Regions from separate parts of the Oryctolagus cuniculus genome. Here region 1 is linked to region 2. Evidence: chromatin contacts called from public Micro-C data. All regions are on one chromosome and are shown on one strand. The core of a region is the stretch at or near the end of the contact, and the rest is flanking DNA. Distances in the headings are between cores, read along the strand shown. Region 1 holds the start of TMEM242 (transmembrane protein 242). Region 2 overlaps ZDHHC14 (zinc finger DHHC-type palmitoyltransferase 14).

Region 1 (5,440 bases), core at 1,728-4,227, 320 kb after region 2:
CAAGCACAGAGGGCAAGGCTTGCCCTGTATCCCTCTGAGCAGACTGGGAGAACCGATGTCCTAGAGTGGCAGTGCCTGGTGCGGACTGGAAGAGGTGCAGGCTGTAGGAGTCAGGTGCAGAGAAGACGGTCTCCAAGTGGAGCCCATGGCGTCCATGTCACCTGGGCACTTGTTAGACACACGAGTTCTCAGCGCCACCCTCCCCCCCCCACAATGCAGAATGCTGGGAATGTGGCCCGGCTATCTGTGTTCACCAAGCCCTTCCAGGGATCACCTGCAGGCTTGGGGACACGGGCACTGTGGCTAAGGAAGGACTTGCTTTTCAGTCTTGGCTCCGCCACTTGACAGCTGTGTGAGCTTGAGCAAGTTAGTCTTTCGGAGCTCGTGGATAGCATTAAATGAGGTAACATATTTGAAGCACTTAGCGTGATTCCAGACATCCAGCGTGCACTCGACAAATCCTAGCAGCCGTGGTCAGCATTATGTATAAGGGGAAGCAGTAAGGCTTGGTCTTTGGAACTTCAACAAGCTAGCTCAGTATTACCAGTGCAAAGGGCCCTTTCAGGCACTGAGGGGTCCAAGGGTCAAACGCTTCCGCAGGAGCGCATCCACGAAGAAATGAGAACTGAACAGAGGCTCTCAGTCCCGACTCATAATCCTTACCCTCACGGAGCTTTTAAACCATTCCCTGCCCTCCACCTCAGAGCCTTAATCTCCAGGGGAGGTCCTGGGCATCTATTTTATTCTTTAAAGATTTATTTATTTCCTTGAGAGAGCGAGAGCGGGAGAGGGAGAGGGAGAGAGGTGTCTTCCATCTGCTGGTTCATTTCCCAAATGGCAGCAATGGCCGGAGCTGGGCTGTTCCAAAACCAGGAGCCAGGAGCTTCTTCCGAGTCTCCCACGTAGATGCAGAGGCCCGAGTACCTGGGCCATCTTCTATTGCTTTCCCAGGCACATTAACATGGAGCTGGATCAGAAGTGGAGCAGTCAGGACTCACATCGGCACCCATATGGGATGCCGGCACCACAGGCAGTGGGCACAGTGCCGGCCCCTGGGCATCTGTTATTTTTAAAAATCTCAAAGAATTCTACTAAAACAGTAGTGCAATCAAAGGTGACAATAATTAGAGCTAATATTTATGGAGTACTTCTTTGTGCCAGGCTTTGTGCTAACTTCTCTATTGCACATTGCTTCATATAATTCTCACAGCAACTCTATGAGGTGGTGCTATGGTGCACTTCAAAAACTTGACATTGAATTTCCACAGTGATAGTATCGGGAGGTACTTCTGCCATGGGGACTCTGCCCTCATGAGCAGACTACTGCTGTTATTACAGGAGCAGGGGTGTGATGAATTCTGATGAGCTCTGGCCTCTCCCCTGCCCCCCATCTTGTAATGCCTTCCACATGTGATGCAGTTCATAAGCCCTCACCAGGTTCAGCCCCTCAGCCTTGAACTTCCCAGCCTCCAGAACTGAGTGGAATAAGCTGTTTCCATTTACAGTACATCCAGTCTATGCTGGTGTTAGCAGTAGAAAACAGACTAAGACAAGGAAGCTCTTTCCTTTTTTTTTATTATTATTATTTTTGACAGGCAGAGTGGAAAGTGAGAGAAAGAGACAGAGAGAAAGGTCTTCCTTTGCCGTTGGTTCACCCTCCAATGGCTGCCGCGGCCGGCGTGCTGCGGCCGGCACACAGCACTGATCCGATGGCAGGAGCCAGGTGCTTCTCCTGGTCTCCCATGGGGTGCAGGGCCCAAGCACTTGGGCCATCCTCTACTGCACTCCCTGGCCACAGCAGAGAGCTGGCCTGGAAGAAGGGCAACCGGGACAGAATCCGGCGCCCCGAAGGGAACTAGAACCCGGTGTGCCGGTGCCGCAAGCCTTCCTTTATTTTACAGTTGAGGAGTTTGAGATCTGGAGAAACCAAGTAACCCCAAGGTGACAAAGCTAAGATGTAGTTTAGGGCCTGTACTCAGGTTTTAAGTTACTATCATCATTATTAAACTTTATTTATTCGAAAGGCAGAGTGACAGAGAGAGGGAGAGACAGAAAAAGAGATCTTCCATCCGCTGGTTCACTCCCCAAATGATCCTAATGGCTGGGACTGAGCCAGGAGGAAGCCTCTGGGTCTCCCACATGGGTGCAGGGGCCCAAGCACTTGGCATCCTCAGCTGCTTTCCCAGGTGCACCAGCAGGGAGCTGGCTGGGGAGCAGAGCAGCTGGGATGCCAGCCAGCGCTCCTAGGGGATGCCAGCCACCGAGGCAGCGCTTCGCGCACTGCACCAACAATGGCTGGCCCCAGATTTCAGCTATTACCTGCATTTAAAAGGAATACATTCGTTTACTCATTCATCCAACATGCATTTATGACGCACGACAGACAACTCGCTGGAAGCTGAGAAATATAAAAATGAATGTGGGTCCCCACCCCTCCTCAGGAAACTCCTGCCCCAGAGTGTTGGGGGCAGAGAAAGACAGGCAGAGCGCCGCATTGTCTTCGGACGCCCGGGTCTTAGGCCCCTCAGAAGCCAGGCCTGTCCCCGTGCAAGACCTTAGCGCCCCCGCCCCGGGGCTGGCACCCCACGCTGGCCGGGCTGCCCAGGCTTCCCAGAAGGTCCGCTCTCCCCAGGGAGGACCGCTAGCGAATTTCCAGGAGGACGGCAGAGAAGAGACCAGGGCCTGCTTTGGTTCCAGCATCCTCCAACCAGCTGGGGCTGGGAACCTGGGGCCATCAGCGACCCCCGGTGCCTCCTGGAGTCAGGGTTCTGCATTCTTTCAAACCAGGCAAGTAATTATTGAAACCCTGCGATAGGCGGCGAGGACGCCGCCTGCAGCCCCTACATACCTTCTGCCCCCCCACCCCCACCCCCGGCCCCGCCGCAGCGCGAGCGGGAAGATTTGGGGACCCCGGCCGGACTCCGGACCCGTCTTCAAGTTGCACAGGGACGCGCGGCCGCGGAACCTTTCTCCTCCGCCTCGCTCTCGCTTCCACCCGGGCCCGGTTGGGAGCGGACTCGGTGGTGGGGGACTTAAAACATGGACACCGCGGGCGCTGGGGCTGCGCCGGCCAGGGCTCGGCTGGAGGCCCCGGGACCTGCGGACGACCGGCTTTTCGTGGTGAAAGGTGAACCGCGGTGCGGGCTTCCGGGTGGAGGGGTGATCGCGCTCTGCGGGCGGCGGCCGGGTCGCGTGGCCTCGGGTCTCCCGCGAGCTCGTCTCCCCTGAGGGCCGTATTCCCCTATCCCCTCAGCGATTTGTCCCTCGCCCTGCCTTTTGTGGCTGCTGCCGTTTCTCTTCTCCTCCCCGGGAGAAACGTGGCTCCGCGGTCCTGGGGGAGAGGGGACGGGAACCTGCGTCCCTCGTCCGCACTGGAGAGCGACGCCCCCGAGTGACCGCAGGAGCCACAGGTCACGAAGGTGTCGCAGCGTTCTCCTCTCCAATAACATGGGGCCGTGACGTCTCGAATTTCTAGAGTGACTTTGAATGAGATTCTATTAGTACCTGAGACTTGTGTGCATCTTTTTAACGTTTTTTTTTTTTTTAACTCTCCCCTCCCCAAACGCCTGGCAGGTGGAATTTTCCTCGGCACCGTTGCTGCAGTGGGAATGTTAGCTGGATTTGTTACGACGTTATCGTTGGCTAAAAAGAAAAGCCCTGAATGGTTCAATAAGGTTTGTGGCACAAACCCGCTCATAGCATTTGTGTGGTTTACAATAAATAGCTTTTTTTTTTTTTTTTTTTGCATAAAGAAAATGTGGGTGACCTTATATCTTGCATTACGAAGTAAACTTGGGAGACGGTGCTGTGGCAAAGCAGTTAAAGCCGCCGATGGCCTGGGAAGGCAGCGGAAGAAACCCAAGTGCTTGGGCTCCTGCACCCGAGTGGGAGGCCTGGAGGAGGCTCCTGGCTCCCGACTTCGCTGACATTTAGAGAGAGAGCCACGGCCAATGGGTGGGAGATCTTGCTCTCTCTGTGTAACTCTGCCTTTCAAATAAATAAATTAAAAAAAAAAAAAGGTAAAAGATGCATGCATCTTTCCAGAAGCTGCCTTATTACGTGAACCTGAATCTGTAGCTCACGGACTCCAGAAGCACACGCGTTGACAGGCCTTGTTTCCATCTAAAACATGTACTCCTTTTTTGTGTTTTCTTACACTTTGAAAAAGATCTAGTACATCTCCTGTTCACAGCATGACTTTGAATGTAAATCCAGGTCATCCACTGTGAAGTGTAAGAGGCCCCAATATTTTATGTACTATTTAGAAAGAAAAAATGGTGGCAACTAAACTCTGACACTGCTCATTGCGTGAGGAGAAAGTGCATCCTGGGGTCGTGGAAGTGCACGTCAGCTTCCGAGTACAGGGATCGTACGTGTTCACTGCCGCGGACTGTGGCTCTGGAAAAGTGCCCGACACATAGTAGGTGCGCAGTGAAATTCGGTGGCACGGCTGTTATCCACCAAGGGCAGAAAATCCTCACTCCTTGAGCAAGATCGAGCAGCTGCTCTCTGGGGTGGTGAACCTCATTTCCCCGTTGCTGAGACGTTTTCTTAGCCTTCACGTGCAGTTCCATTCACATGCTGCCTGATGGCAGGGGTCGGCGCTGAGGAATGTGCCTGGGCAGTTTGGTTGTGTTTGGGCATCAGGCTGTGCTTACACTAACGTGAGCTGGCTGTGGCGTTCTTCAGCGGTAGCATCTTCTGGGGCCTCCGTGGTGTACGTGGTCTGTTGACCAGAAAGTCAGTGCTGTGCACGACTGTACTTGTTATGAGTGTCCTGTACCTGCCCCCACCCCTGTTGGTCTTATGTATCAGTGCTTCACTGTGTCCACACACGTTTACTTGGAATCTGTCATGTGGCAGGCACTCTGCCAGCCTTGTGGGCTGCACAGAGGAACAGTTACCTGCTTCCCAGGAAGTTGACTGTCTGGGGTGGGGGACAAATATTGAATATTCCCACAGATAACTATGTAATGATCATTTGTTACCAGCTATGAAGGAAAAGTGTTATAGTGACAAATCATAAACCAAATTCCTTTTCTACACACATATATTTAATATTTGTTTATTTGAAAGGCAGAGTTAGAGAGCGAGCTTCCATCCGGTGGTTCATTCCCCAAATACTCACAGTAGTCAGGGCTAGGCCAGGGTGGCAGGGGTCCAAGCACCAGCGCTCATATGGGATGCCGGTGTCACAGGTGGTGGCTTAACCCACTAAGCCACAATGCCAGCTCCTGTATTTATCTATTAAAATAACATGTCTGGATCCTGTAATGGCAAAAGACCACATGGGTTTTTGTCATCGTTTTGAGAGGCAGAGAGAGCTGCGTCTACTGCCTGGTTCACTTCCTAAATGCCTGGGATGGACCAGTTACTTAAGGCAACACCGCTGCCTTCTGTGGTCTGCACTAGCAGGAAGCTGAAGTCAGGAGCCGGAGGA
Region 2 (5,255 bases), core at 1,792-4,291:
AAGAGAGATCGCTTTTTGTTCCTGCAGATTTCCCAGTCAAATGGCTCATGTTGGAATGCGTCTGGTTTCACCCTCGGCTGACTTTTGTTCTGAAGTGAACCTCGTATGCAGATTAAGCGCGAAGAGCAGAGCCGGCCGGTTTCTAAATGGCCAGAGTGACGTGGTTTCCCTCTTTTGCTCTGATTCCGTCTAAAGTCCTGGAGCTGGGCCTCGTTCACTCCTGCCTGGTTGTGAGGCTCTGGCCTTGTGCTGGGGTCTTCCGAATACTCGTTCCGTCCCCACAAGCCACAGACTCCAAAAGTCCACCTGACGTGCAGAGCGAAGTCAGGAGGAGGGCGTCTTGTTCTTATTTCGCTGTGTCACTGCAGGTTGCGGAAGCTACGCTTGCCTGCTGTCCCTGATTTTCCAGATTCGGTGTGCAGAGTTCTGGAACACGAGTGTAATAGTCAGGCAACTGCTGGTTTAGTCCTGTGCCGGCACTGGGTTAAGGCGGATGTAAATACAGCAGACCTTAGAGTGAGTACACAGAGTGAATGATTTTCTAAAACAGATTCCAGCGCTGATGTGGCCGCAAGCGCCAGCAACGGTGACCCTGATGCTGCCCCTGAGGCAAGTGCACCAGACACTGGACCGTGCGTGTCCACGCCATCCTAGAAGGGACCTCCCGGTCCTAAGGTGAGAGCCAACAGCGAGGCAAACAGCAACAGTGAACCCCCTCCCCCGAGCACCGGGGTTATCGCTACACAACCCTGGTCAGGCTCCCTGGGCACCCACAGGCGCTCAGGTGACAGAAGGCACAGCTGGGGTTACGGCAGCAGCACTTGCGGGCTCTGGACGTCACAGCGTCCAAGCTGGAGCCCTGAGCGCGCACCTGCTCGCTGCCATCCCCCACCGAGTGGAGGGCTCAGCTCTGGCTACTTGCAAAGCGTCTCCTTCAGTTATCTTTCGGGATTATCCTCTTCTAGTGCCCTCACTAGATTCCCATTAGACAAAGACTGGGCGCGTGTGGAGTTGGCAGAGGTGGGAGGAGCTTAGGGAAAGGCAATAAATGCTGATTAGAAAAGTAATCTTCCAGAGGTGGGGACTGTGCCACAGCAGGTGACGCCACTGCTTGATCGCCCCTCTGCCTTATACTGGAGTGACGGTTTGAGTCCTGGCTCCCCTGCTTCCAGTCCAGCTCCCTGCTTACGCACCTTGGAGATGGCAAAGGGATGGCCCAAGCACATAGGTTCCTGCCAGCCACGTGGGAGACAGACCTGGATGAGATTCCTGGCTTCGACCTGGTCCAAGCCTTGCGTCTGTGGACATTTGGGCAGTGAACCATCAGACAGAAGATCTCTCTCTCTCTCTCTCTTTCTCTCCCTCTCTCTCTCTCTCTTTATCACTCTACTTTTCAGATAACTAAATCCTTTTTTTCAAAAAAAAATTATTTATTTATTTGAAAGGCAGAGTTACAGAGTAGCAGAGGTAAAGAGAGAGAAAGAGAGGTCTTCTATCTACTGGTTCACTCCCCAAATGGCTGCAATGGCCAGAGCTGTGACAATCTAAAGCCAGGAGCCAAGAGCTTCCTCTGTGTCTCCCACACGGGTACAGGGGCCTAAGGACTTGGGCCAGCCTCCATTGCTTTCCCAGGCCATAGCAGAGAGCTGAATTGGAATTGGAACAGCCAGGACTTGAACCGGCACCCATATGGGATGCCAGCATTGCAGGCAGTGGCTTTATCCACTATTGGGGCCACGGTGCTGGCCCCAATAAATCCTTTTTTCAAAAAGTAATCTTCCAGCATATGAGGTGGAATCAGATGAATACCTCAGTGATGAACACGAGCAAGCCTCCTAGCCCTGGAGAGTTACTTGGTTACGTGGGTCTCTGTAACGGCCTCCTGCTGCTCGCAGAACAAAATCTGAGCTGGTTAGCAGGTACCTTCTCCTGCCACAGCTGTCTCCATACAAATGCCTGCTGTACCGTCCACAGGCCTAACACCGTCGCCCCTGCTTCCTGAGCACACGGAACAGCTGCGTCTCACAGGCTCCGCCACTGCTCCGGCCTGTTCCCTTTTCACTGACTAGACCACGTGTCGGTTCAGCCACACGCGAGATAAAGGAAACTTCCTCTGTGCCCAAGCAAACGTCGGCTCAGACCGTCCCCTGTGTCTCAAGCTTTGTCGAGGCTTTGGTGATGGTTCTGAGCTATTTAAATCACCCCCAGGGCTAGGACACGCCCACTGCTTGAGCCCCAGCCTGGATTCTGACCTAACCAGGCTCTCATGTCAGTACTGTAGGTCTGATGGGTGCCCCGCGCCCAGAGACACAGCGCTATAGGAAGTCGTGTCCTCAGCTCCCAGAAGCAGGGCCAGGGGCCAAGGGGGTCTTCTCCCACTACCCTGGTGGGAGAGCATGAGGCCCCAAGCTGCTGGTTGTGTGACTTTGGCCAAGGTCCTGTAAAGCCCCTTTTCGCCATTTGTCACCTGGGGACGGCTCACAGGCTGCTGCGGGACCACATGGGAAGGTCCTCGCAGGGATGTGGTCAGCCAGCGCTGGGCCGGCTGTCAGGGGGCTGCGCCTCCGCCGGCAGCCGAGGACTGCGGTGGAGCCCTGGCTCCCTTCCTGGAGTGCCGTGACCTTCACCCTGTGACTGGCTAACTCAGCAGGAGAAGGCTTGTGGACTCACTTTTCTCCCGTTTAATTAAGGATCAGAACACGAGAACTTTCACACTGACTGTGAGCTCTAACTCTATTCCCAAAACGAAAGAGAAATAAAGAGAAAGAGGACGGACTGCTGGGCGGTTTGCTGGGCCCCTTGTTTCTCCTGCTGGTGTAGGCTTCCCAGGGAGCAGAGGGTGGCAGCTTAGCATCTACGCTGTACCAGAGACCTGAAAACCGGGGGGGGGGGGTTGGGTCCCTGCGGCCACCGTGCGCTGGCTCACTCCGTGACGCTCTTGGTTGGGGTGTCTGTTCCGGGCAGCCTGAGCGAGCTAGAGGGAGGAATGTCCCAACTGCCCCCAGAGAACCAGGCTGGCTCTCAGTCTAGAAATAGTTTAGCTTGTGTTTCCGTATTTTGACAATCCCTGGAAATCGCTCGGAATGTGTCTATTTCTCTTGGCCCTAACATTACTCCAAGGGGAAGAAAGCAAAGCAAACAGACAGGACCTGTGACCCGCGCTGGAATCCACTTTGCTGGAGGTTCCCAGCTCCCTCGGCTGGCAGAGTTACATGCATTTCATAGACTGTTAGGGAAAAAAACACATGGAACACTGATGTCCCCCTGGGGCTAATTCATGGGCTTGTTTACACTCACTGAAGTTTTTGGCTACATCTCCCCCCCCCCCCCTTACAAATTACTCTCATTTTTAAAACTTTTTAAGCTTTTCTTCCTTTTTTGCCTACTTCCAACATCAAACAATGTTAGCATAAAGCCTATGACAAAATGGCAACACATTAGACAACTGAGATGAAATTCCCAAAACACACACACACCACTGAAACTGACACATGAAGAAATAGAATATCTGAGTAGACCTATAACAAGCTCAGAGCAAGTCAGTGATCAGAAACTACTCATCAAGGAAGCCCCCAGACCGACAGCTTCCTTGTGAGTTCCTTCAGACCTCGAAAGGAGAACTAACACCAGTTCCTCACCGATTCCTCAGAAGACAGAAGCGGGAGAAACCCTTCCTGACTCACTCTGGGAGGTCAGTGTTACTTCCTGATACCAATACTGGACAAAGACCTCACATGAAAAGATAACGCAGGCAGCGGCAAGGTGGTGGCACAGCGGGTAAAGCCTCAGCTTGTGGTGCGGGCGTCCCCCGTGGGCGCTGGTTCCTGTCCTGGCTGCTCCACTCCCGACCCAGCTCTCTGCTAGGAAAAGCAGCAGAAGATGGTGCCAGTGCTTGGGCCCCTGCCACCCACGTGGGAGATGCAGAGGAAGCTCCTGGCTCCTGGCTTCAGCTTGGACCAGCCCTGGCCATTGCAGCCATATGAGGAGCAAACCAGTGGATGGAAGATCTCTCCATCTCTCTCTTTTTCTCTCTCTCTGTAACTTTGAGTTTCAAATAAATAGATACATCTTTTAAAAAAATCTAGATGGTATCTCTTATAAAGATACATGCAATAATCCTCAACAAAATCCTAGCAAACCGAATCCAGCAACGCACAGCAAGGATCACACGGGCGACCCAGTGAGATCTGACACGGAAACACACGCAATGAGAGCCCAACAGGAAAAGCCGAGCACAAGCTTGCTCCAGGGGACTTCTGAGCTGCAGGCCACGGCCAACCCTCCTCGTGCAGCAAGGGCTGTCTTCCTGTCTCAGGCCTGCTGGGAGAGGGGGGAGAGCAGGGGGTCCCCACTGATCGTCTTCCAGGAGGAGGGGGCTCTCTCCTGTGGGTGGGTCGACGATGGTGTCCTGCTCTCCTCACCCAGCTGAGCTGCAAAGACGGGAGATGCGCTCACAGGCAGAGCTAGAAAGGACATTAGCTACAAATCACTCCCAGCTCCCACTCCACAGACGGGGAGAACTGAGGACCGGAGGCAGAGGGAGTTGGTGATGGGAGCTCACTGACGGGCGCCTCATCTCCCGTCCGAGGCTCCTTCCCCACTCCAGCCATGACCACCGCTGTCCTGCTACTCAGAGAGGACACAGTTGCTCTGGCTGACCTGGCCACCCATGCATACCTGGGAGATGACACCGACAGTAACAATAACAGCCAACACTACAGAGCACCGCTCCGCTAGGCAACGGGCTAAGTGCACGTTAAGGTGTTTGCTTCTCGGAGACCCTACTAGGCACACTTGTCAGTGTTCCCATTTCATGGGTGTAAACAGTCAGGGTCGCTCAGCTACTAAGGGGCGGCAGCCTGCTCTCTGCACGACTGATTTCCGACTTTCTTAGAGAGGGATAAGGAAGGCAGCTTACGGCCTGGCGGCAGACACGAAGGTGCTCACCGGGGGAACAGGTGTCCCTGCGCAGGGGTCACCACTGCCGGGAATGTCCTGGCTCAGGGATGTGACTCCAGGGTTCGGTGTTGCTCCTGAACCTGGAGCGGTGCTCACCGGAAGTTTCGTTTGTGACCGGGAGAAGGTGGACCAAGGGACTCGGCCGTGTAGGGCTTCCTTCCTGTAGAGCTCCTGGGCTTTCGGGAGGGACCCCAGTTCTGGGACTCCGGGCAGCGTCCTGTGTCTGAGCTCACAGGGCACAGCTGTCAGACGTCATGTCACCTCCCGGTGTGGCTCCTGGGACAGACCCGAGTCTT

What was found. Hi-C and Micro-C count contacts between places; a contact is called where the count stands out from the background.
Region 1: a contact with region 2 is called in a Micro-C map of ear pinna, with 3 times the contacts expected there. The contact joins the promoter of TMEM242 here to the enhancer-like site in region 2. A contact is called at or near these places in 3 of 6 Hi-C or Micro-C datasets (ear pinna, psoas muscle and an unstated tissue).

Annotation. Positions count from the first base shown.
Region 1 is chr5:10,298,786-10,304,225 of mOryCun1.1, forward strand. It overlaps TMEM242 (transmembrane protein 242), which reads left to right and starts at 2,978. Exons shown (of 4, transcript XM_002714955.5): 1 at 2,978-3,127; 2 at 3,574-3,674. The coding sequence starts at 3,040.
Region 2 is chr5:9,978,815-9,984,069 of mOryCun1.1, forward strand. The region is part of intron 8 of ZDHHC14 (zinc finger DHHC-type palmitoyltransferase 14); the gene reads right to left. Among named protein-coding and RNA genes, the nearest start is that of SNX9, 120 kb to the left of the region's middle. Within about 2 kb of position 3,042, at least 4 of the 8 cell types and tissues checked have an H3K27ac peak or open chromatin away from gene starts, as enhancers often do. A contact at or near this core is called in ear pinna, where this site is marked.